2 separate regions of the Nothobranchius furzeri genome follow, and region 2 is linked to region 1. The links are chromatin contacts, called in public Micro-C maps. All regions are on one chromosome and are shown on one strand. Each heading gives the region's core, a stretch centred on a gene start, on an enhancer-like site or on the middle of the called end of the contact. The rest is flanking DNA. Distances are from core to core; before and after follow the strand shown. Region 1 holds the start of stk36 (serine/threonine kinase 36 (fused homolog, Drosophila)). Region 2 overlaps snx19a (sorting nexin 19a).

Region 1 (4,603 bases), core at 31-2,530:
CTCCACTCCCACTTCATGTTTGAAAAATGCAACAAATGTTTTTGCCTGGCAGACCGAGAGGGCGGAGCCACTAACAAATACACACACACACAGGCTCACAACGGTATTGTGATGAATGGATGAATAGTGGTTTTTATTACAATAATATCAGCATTATAAAGGAGAAATTAATATTTGATAAACGGTTCACTTGTTTATCTCCACCCTAAAGTATAAGGTAGCTACTTATAGGGTAAAACATATTGTTTAAAATAATTCCACTTATTCATTTAAAAATAGCATTAATTTTATTACAATTGTATTACTTTTTATTCTTGATCATGCTTTTGATTTAGGGTTTGTAAGACAGGTCAGAAACCATTTAATAGTAAGTAAGTAAGTAAGTAAAGTTTATTTCTAAAACACTTATCACAAAACGAAAAATAACAAAGTGCTTTACAAAAAATAAATAAACAAGTCATAAAGTCATAAATTGTAATGAAACAGAACAACTAATTATCACAAAATAAAGATAAATGATAATTGGAATTAGAAAACACCAAACATTTAGATAATAGTAAAAACTATTTCTTCTGTTCATTGATTTGATCACTTATTAAGCTTGTAAATCTTATTTTTTCAATAATTATATAGAAACTGTTTTTTGTTTTGATCAAAAGATGCCACAACGAGATATCGAACATTTTTATTTGATAATTGGTTTAAGAAAATTGCTAAAAGAAAACTCTTAATTTCAGCACGGAAAACATCATGATGTCATCATTAGCCTAAATAACCTCGTTTTTTGTTGTTTTGTGGGACAATAACGTCACACATTTGTGAATTACTGATTCAGTACGTTGAGATGTTTAGTCTTCAATGGGTTTATTTTATCAAGAAAAACAATCTTCCGTGCAGAGACCGTTTTCGATGACACCTGATGCGTTTCTTTTGTTGTCCATTCTACGTCTGTTGCTAGGAACGCAACGACCGTTGCTAGGCTAAGGACTCCGGTTTGTTAGTCGTCTAAAGAAACGCCTGATTTACTTTAGCACTTCAGTGTTAAATGATAACTAAATTATATGTACTTTTTCTTTTATAAGTAAAGAAAATTCCATGCGTGTTAAATTTATTTTGCATGTACATTAAGTCTAACTACTCCGTATTGCTTTTCTTTTATTACTTATTTTCTGAACAGGCAGTTACGTTGGGCAGCATGTAATGATTTTTACGTTGCACGCTCTGTAGCCGCTCTGAAGTAGAAAAGTCGTTGTCATTAGTCGATAGAAATATCTCTCGCACTTTTATTTTAAAAATTTGGCATCTAAATATAAGTTTGTGCAAATATGGACCAAGAAATGTAAAAACGTGTAGTTGTTTGACCAACTTACATCGTTGCTGTTGAGTTTTTCTTTTCCGTTGGAAGTCGTCATAATGAACTCGTATGATGTTTTGGAGCTGGTGGGAGAAGGCTCGTTTGGTCGAGTTTACAAGGGAAGAAAGAAATTTACCGGCCAAGTACGCGTTTATCTGAACGTAAAGTTCATGCGTTGTTCGTCTGTGCTTTTCTCACCGTGAGTTGCTTTTCCTCGTTAGGTGGTGGCTCTGAAGTTCATGCCTAAAGTGGACCGTTCTGAAAAAGAGCTACGGAGTCTCAAAAGGGAAATAGAAATTATGAGGGGTCTTCAGCATCCTTATATCGTTCAGTTCTTTGACAGTTTTGAGACTGAAACTGAGGTATGATGATAACTTTCTGTTTAAAACACGCATGGTCTAGTTTACACTAAACTTTATTTGGGGAATGTAATGTCCCTAGGGAGGCACCAATATGAAAACGTGGGCCGATATTGATATCCGATATTAATATCGTTGTTATACCCAGTAATTAATATTACATTAAAATAAATTTGGTTCTTGTTCAAGAGCGAGGGAAAGCTGAAGTGCGAGACCGCTAGGCAGATTGGTGCTGAGTCTGCAGTGATGCGGTCTGTCGTGGTGAAGAGAGAGCTGAGCCAGAAGGCAAAGCTCTCAATTTACTGGATGATTTACGTTCCTAACCTCACCAATGGTCACGAGCTTTGGGTAGTGACCGAAAGAACTAGATCGCGGATACAAGTGGCCGAAATGAGTTTCCTCCGCAGAGTGCTGCTCTAACTTAGAGATAGGGTGAAAAGCTCGGTCATCCGGGAGGGGCTCTGAGTAGAGCCGCTGCTCCTCTCGTCCTTGGTGAGTTTTTCTGGGCACGTCCAACCAGGAGGAGGCCTAAAGGTTGGTTTATGCTTGAAGGTCCGCGCGGAAAAGTTGCGTCATTTTAACAACCACGCCCCTCCACCGCGTCTTCGCACTGCTCAAAATTTCCGCAACGCGCTCCTCGGAAAATTTCTAACCATGCGGACAGATGGACGCGGAAAACCATGGTGGACTGACAAGAAGTAGTATGGCAGAGGTTTGTAAATACAGACATTTGTATGATTCAGCTCTCAGAGATCACCGTGATCAACATGTTGTTTAATAATTCGTGGAGAGAAATAGCTCGCACTGTCGGAAAAGACGAGGACGCTGTTAAAAATGCTGAAATGCCATGTTGTAAACAGTAATTTCTACTTCTACTATGGTGTAGTGTTGTATGCATGCCGTAGAGCTCCATGCTGCCCCCTGCAGTTTGGGAGAATATTGGCTCACCGCAGAGATGAGCTGCACGTACCATAAACGCTGCGAGTTGTGAAGCGCGTTCCATCCGCGAGCCGCATCACCAAGCGGAAAGTAAATGCATCAAGCATAAACCAAGCTTAAAGGGATACCCAGGGCAAATTGGAGGGACTATGTCTCTCACCTGGTGAGGGAACACCTTGGCTCCCAAGTGGCTCGGGAGAGGGAAGTCTGGGCCTCTCGACTTAGGCTACTGCCCCCACGACCCGACTCCGGATAAGTAGAAGAAAATGGATGGATGTATATAAGTAGGAATGTACGAAAGTATCAACAGGCTGAAATATTGTAATATTTTGTGTAATGATACTGAATCAGTATTTTAAAGCAGTGTATTATTTTTTATTGATAATTTAGATGCAAATTTTTACTATATTTCTTTTGTGTGATGCATTCAAACCCCAACTGCTAGGTGGCAACAGTTTTTAACTGACAGAGCAACAAAATCTTGCGATAACACTAGACACACTTGGAGGCATCTGGTCTGAATTTTGCATCTAAGTTGAGTCAAAAAATGACTTATCTCTGACTTTTAGTATCACAAGATATTTTATCATCTCCCCTGTATATTGATATATCTAATTGCCAATAAACACCTCAAATATAAGAATTATGTATAATATAACATATCTGCACCACACACATTTATATCACTGCGGTATAATCAAACAATTACACATTATCACCCCCTCCCCTTCTGAAACTCATACACAGATGACTACTAGATGGGAAAAAGATATTGTTTGTTAATATCGGCCAAGTTTCACATATCGGACCGATACAGATGTGTTAAAACATGGCTACCATTGGGCGACACTGATATTGGTCCTGATATATTATGCATCCCTAGTCTTTGCAAGTATGTATTGTTTCTTTGGAACAGGTCGTAGTTGTAACGGAGTATGCAGAGGGACAGTTGTTCCAGATTCTGGAGGATGATGGACACTTGCCAGAGATACAGGTCAGACACTAACACCCTAATCTGTGAAGGTTGATTGTACATGATGGATATTGATTAGTTTCCTTTTCCAAGGTGAGAGAGATCGCCTGCCAGCTGGTCTCAGCTCTTTATTACTTACACTCCCATCGTATTCTTCATCGTGACATGAAACCACAGAATATCCTGCTTGGGAAAAATGGAATGGTGAAACTTTGTGACTTTGGGTGGGTTGACTGTTATAATGTTACCAAAATGTTTGGATTCCTAAGAAGAATGAATCACACTTAAATCTTTCTGCAGATTTGCTAGAGCCATCAGCGTCTCTACTTTGGTCCTGACGTCCATCAAAGGAACTCCGCTGTACATGTCCCCGGAGCTGGTCCAGGAGAAGCCCTACGACCACACAGCTGATCTTTGGTCTCTAGGCTGCATCCTGTATGAGCTCCACACGGGGGCGCCACCTTTCTACACTAACTCCATCTTCCACCTGGTGCAGCTTATAGTGAGAGATCAGATCAAATGGCCTCATACTATGAGCGACACTTGCATGGTAAAGTCAATAGTTCATGTTGAACAGAAACAAATTAAATTAGGGTTTTTTAAACAAGTGATAAAGGAGGGAAGCTGTAAAGGTTTTGATTTATAAGCAGATTGTTAAGATTATTAGATTTTATAGGTTCAAATTTGCCCAACACGTTTGTAAACAATAAGTATGATTATCTGCTTACCAGATTTTAGGGATGAACAATATATCGGCATCAATATCGGTATCGGCCGATGTTACTCATTTTTTAACATATCGGTATCGGTTCGATAAATAAAACTGGGCCGATATTAACAACCAATATTTTTTCTATCTCGTTTCCATTTGTTTGCCTGTTTCAGTGGGTGAGGGGGGTGATATGTAATTTTTTCGTAATGTGAATAGTGAATGAAATCATCTCAGAACTGTAAATGTGTGTGTTGTGTGTACATAAT
Region 2 (4,617 bases), core at 581-3,080, 89 kb before region 1:
TGTGAAATCTGAAACCTGCCTCTGTTTTACAGTTTGAGACCACGGCTGATGGCGACACCCCCGGCACAGCACGACCTGCAACCTGTCGCACTGTCAGACGCAGATACAGCGAGTTCCTCAACCTGCAAGCTCGATTAGAGGAGAAGCCTGAAGTCAAGAAATTAATCAAGCGTGAGAACGGACTCACAAAATGTCACCATTTCCAAATATCCTGAGACAGATTTGACATGACGACCGCTGGAGATAGGCACCAGCCCCCCCGCGACCCTACATGGACAAGCAGGTTCAGACAATGAATGAATGGATGGAAGATTTGACATGACATTGTTTTGTATTTTAGACGTCAAAGGCCCAAAGAAGATGTTCCCTGATCTCCCTTTTGGAGGTCCGGATGGGGAGAAGGTGGAAGCTCGTAGAAGTCAGCTGGATGCCTTCCTGAAGGTATTGGGATGAAAACGTGAACAACGAAGGAGGGATTGTTGCATAATCTGGTTGTGAGATAATTGATTTATTCGTTGTAGCAACTTAGCAGCATTCCTGAGATAACCAGTGGTGAAGACATGCAGGAGTTCCTTGCCATCAACTCAGACGTCTGCACGTATTTTGGACGAAAACCTTTAAACAAATCGAGGATTGATAAGGTAGACAAAAATAATCCAAACCTGGAAACTCACTTTTGCTGAATGAGTTATATTTTGTTTCTTGGTAAAACTGTACCCGGAAGCTGGATAATAGTTTGGCTTTTTACTGTTTTTTTTTTAAATTCTGTTATTAATCTCATGTTTGAATTTTCCTTTGAAGATGATGGAAAACGCTTTAGATACGTTCAGAACAGCATTCCCTCACCCTGAGATTCCCAGTCCCATGGAGGACGTTGAAGGCGACACTGAAGGACGAACGATGGATTACAGGAAGTACAGGTTTGGGCTTCATCAATCCTCTACTGCATAAACTATTGAGTCTGTTATTCACCATCTGTTAAGACAAGCAAAAAGTGTGATGATCCCAGAAGATTTGGTTTTATTTCTTGTTTTACTTTAAATCTTCATTCCTCCTTTCGATTTTGTGCTTCAGAAGGTTGTTCCCAACCAAAGTGTCTCCATCTCTGAACATGACCGACCTTCATCCTAAAGTGACCTACTGTTTCAGTGAAGGCTGCACGGTGAGGAGTCTGTTTTTGTCTTAAACAGAAACGGGACAGCTGATCTGGTTTCTGTTGGGGCTCTGCAGGTTCTTAACAGGATGTCGCTGTCAGGCCTGGAGGCTTTTGTCAGGGAGCAGGAATGTGGGCTGAACGTGACAGAACCAACGAGGAGCTGTGAGCTCCAGGTCAAAGACAAGAGAGTTTCAGATAAATCAGGTTGTGATTTTGTTGGTTTAGTTAATGCAGAAATATCCTTTTACAGCCTCCTATAGAAGATCCATGCAGTGTCTCAGAATCTCCACACAGGTGCAGCATCGCTCTGATGTTTGTCCAAGCCTCCGCTAGTCCCCTTCCATAAATGGTGTGTTCAGTCTGTACTGAGATTCTTACATTTTGAGTTAATATTATGCATTTTTCTGTGTGTGTCATTCAGATACAGCTGTGGCAGATGTTGCTTTGAACATTTTGTGCCTTCTGATGAAGGATCATTGGAGCTGGTTGTGCACAGAAAACATACAAAAGGCTATCAGGTTGCTGTTTGGCACCTTCATTGAGAGGTCAGATGCTTTCTTTCTGAAGGGTTGAAAACTCCACGGACTGAGAAACCTGCTGTCTTAAACTCCTGATTGATGTTTCAGATGGTTGGATGTAGGCGCTGCCCACCTCACTAGTGCCCCCTGCTGGGTGATTTACCTCCAAGTGCTGCAGGAGGCTGTGTGGCCAGGCGGCAGGCTGCCTGCTCATCCCCGACCCGAGAGAAGCGCAGCAGAGAAACAGGAGACAAAGGAGCGGTGTTTAAACTGTGTGATGCAGCTGATCCCTGGTACAAAGCTTCTATCAGAGAGAGACTTCTGGTGGCTTTGATTTGCAGGAATTCTGAAGGTTTTGTTCTTCTGCAGAGCTGATAGCTGACATGCTGGGCAGTGAAAAGTTTAGGCTGAGCTTGGAGACCATGCTGGAATCTCTACAGGATCATCAGATAAACAAGTGAGTATTTCTGTGCTCACACCTCTGATAAAAGATCAATACCTCCACATTTTTCATATGATACACACACAAAAAGTTGGTTTCTGTTCTTGTTGATGTTTGTGTTTATAATACAGGCATCTGATCTACTGCATGTGTGACCTGCTGCTGGAGTTTCTGATCCCTGAATCATGTGACGAGGCCTTCCAGAGGTCTCTGCTGCAGACTCTGGCTAAAGCCACGGGGAGGGACGGCCCCCATATCAGATCAACAAACTCGTAGATTTGATCTCAAGTGCAGGAAGCAACTGATCAAATTAATGAGGTCCAGGCTAAACAAGCAACATGAGTGTGTTTTGTGACTTTATTCATTTATTTGTTAATGCAAATGTTTGTTCTTGCAGATAAGATGATGTTTGCAAGTGATTGTGATTTTAATTGAAACATATTTTAAAGGTTGAATGATCGAACGATTCAACTGATTAAAAGAAAAGGCTTTTCTATAAAAAGGTAAACATAACAGTAAAAAAATAAATGATTATTTTATCAATGTGACCAAATATTTTTGGTGATGTGATTTTTATTGCAGCTTAGTTCTCATGTGTCCTTTCCACTGACACAGCTCTAAGCCCTGATAAAAGCTGGTGCCTCATTCTGATAAAGGATGGTAGCAAACTTTGTTCTTTTTATTATTTAACAGGGAACCATTTCTGCCTTTAGCCTCTGGTGTTATGGTGTGGCTCTTGCTGTTGCTCAAAGAAATTCGTATTATTGCTAAATGAGGTTTTCCAATCTCTCTTTCTGGCTTTACCAAAACGTTTCACAGAGAGCTCAGATAAAAGCAGAAACTTTGATTGTTCTGATTTAAACTTGGATTCAGTGCAGTTTTTGAGAGAATCCCTGTTTAATCCACCAGAGCTGTCCTTAAGACACTTCAGAGCTTTTTTAACCTGTGTATTCACTTCTCTGTGTTCAGCAGATCATCCCATTTTCCAGCTTTGAAATGCACCTTTTGTAAAAATCATTTGGATTAAAATCCATCCTGTTTTATTTGATTTTATCAAAGTGAAATTATTCTTTAGCTCACCTGCAACACATCATGCAACATTAGTCTGGCCATGACCAGTGTTGGGAACGTAACTTTTAAAAAGTAATTCATTATAGTTACAAATTACTTGGTCCAAAAATAAACTCAGTTACTTACTGAGTTACAAGATTATAAAAGTAACTAATTACCAAGAATATTAATTATTTGGTTACTTTTTTCATAAAGAATGCAAGAAAAATGGGTTCCTCATTTAAAGTGACAGTGTGTATTTTTCTTGGCAATAGGGGGTGTAGATACCTAAATCTTTGTAAGCAAGCAGTATTTTTGTGTTGGGTTAACCTTACCAATGGATGCTCATTTGGGTCAAAAAGCCCTGGGGAGTGCAAACTTCAGCAAAATAACAAGCACACCAGACTTCCTTTCATCACTGGCAACTAATGAAGAGGTACATGTGTAAAACAACGTTTATGAATGGTGAAAGTTTTGTAACTGTTTGTTACAAATCAGTAAATGCATTTTGTCCTCAAGGGCTCCCATAGAAGGAAACATGGCATCACCCCTTAGACCCGCTCCCATGTACTTTAGACCCGATTTTTATGGTTATATGTTACAAAGCTGCTTATATTTTTCAACAGCTTGACATCATTTCATTCGTTTTCAACAACATTTTGATGGATATTTACCAAGATTAACAGTAAAAATTGTTGTCACTTTAATGAAACTGACTTCTTTACTGTAAATTACTACAATGCTAAAATTCACACCTGCAGCAGTGAATCTGCGGGTCTGCAGCCATAGACTATTCATCACGTCCTCCTCGCTCCTCACAGCCATGATGCATTTGGATGAAAACATCCGCCCCTTTAGCTCCCGATCAGCTGATGACAGCTTCAACACACCGCACTGCTGAATTATAGTAATGCACACATTTTCCTATCGGTAACAGAAACGGCGTCATGACAAAAGAAGACAGTAATTTATTAGATTACTAGTTACTGAAAAAACTAACTTCGCTGTTGTTTTTAACACCATTATTCCCATCACTGACTATGACCCATAGACAAAGTAGGGGCAAAATCAACGGCTGTCTTTCAAACTGTCTCCGCACGCAAATGGCAAGTGCTTGGACCAATCAGAGCAACAAACAACATGACGTATTCATCGCTACCAAAATCAGCCAACGAGGCAGCCTGTTTTCTAACCCTTACCCATCAAAGAAGAAAAATACAATAAGAAGCAAATACATCCTTTTTAGAAATAAATTACTTACCTGATTCTTCTCATGTCCTAAAATAAAAGTCCAAGTCTAAATCTTCCAAAGGTGTTTCAAAAAGCACCGTTTGAGCCGCCGACATCTTTGTTGTTTTATTCTGCTGCAGACTTCCATCATCATAGACAAAAAAGACTCTCTTGTAAGGTTGCTAAGACAACGTCTCTCTAAAACATAGAGTTAAATTTAG

The links. A called contact is a pair of places that touch in the nucleus more often than the background predicts.
Region 2: a contact with region 1 is called in a Micro-C map of tail fin, with 18 times the contacts expected there. The contact joins the enhancer-like site here to the promoter of stk36 in region 1. A contact is called at or near these places in 2 of 2 Hi-C or Micro-C datasets (skeletal muscle and tail fin).

Annotation. Positions count from the first base shown.
Region 1 is chr10:47,475,733-47,480,335 of NfurGRZ-RIMD1, reverse strand. stk36 (serine/threonine kinase 36 (fused homolog, Drosophila)) reads left to right here and starts at 1,280. Exons shown (of 20, transcript XM_054730569.2): 1 at 1,280-1,497; 2 at 1,576-1,716; 3 at 3,569-3,646; 4 at 3,719-3,849; 5 at 3,926-4,175. The coding sequence starts at 1,414.
Region 2 is chr10:47,564,899-47,569,515 of NfurGRZ-RIMD1, reverse strand. snx19a (sorting nexin 19a) reads left to right here. Exons shown (of 14, transcript XM_054730570.2): 5 at 33-171; 6 at 341-441; 7 at 522-641; 8 at 802-920; 9 at 1,075-1,162; 10 at 1,231-1,360; 11 at 1,578-1,701; 12 at 1,783-1,967; 13 at 2,044-2,131; 14 at 2,248-2,528. The coding sequence ends at 2,392. Among protein-coding and RNA genes, the nearest start is that of LOC107386477, 11 kb to the left of the region's middle. Within about 2 kb of position 1,830, at least 1 of the 3 cell types and tissues checked has an H3K27ac peak or open chromatin away from gene starts, as enhancers often do. A contact at or near this core is called in tail fin, where this site is marked.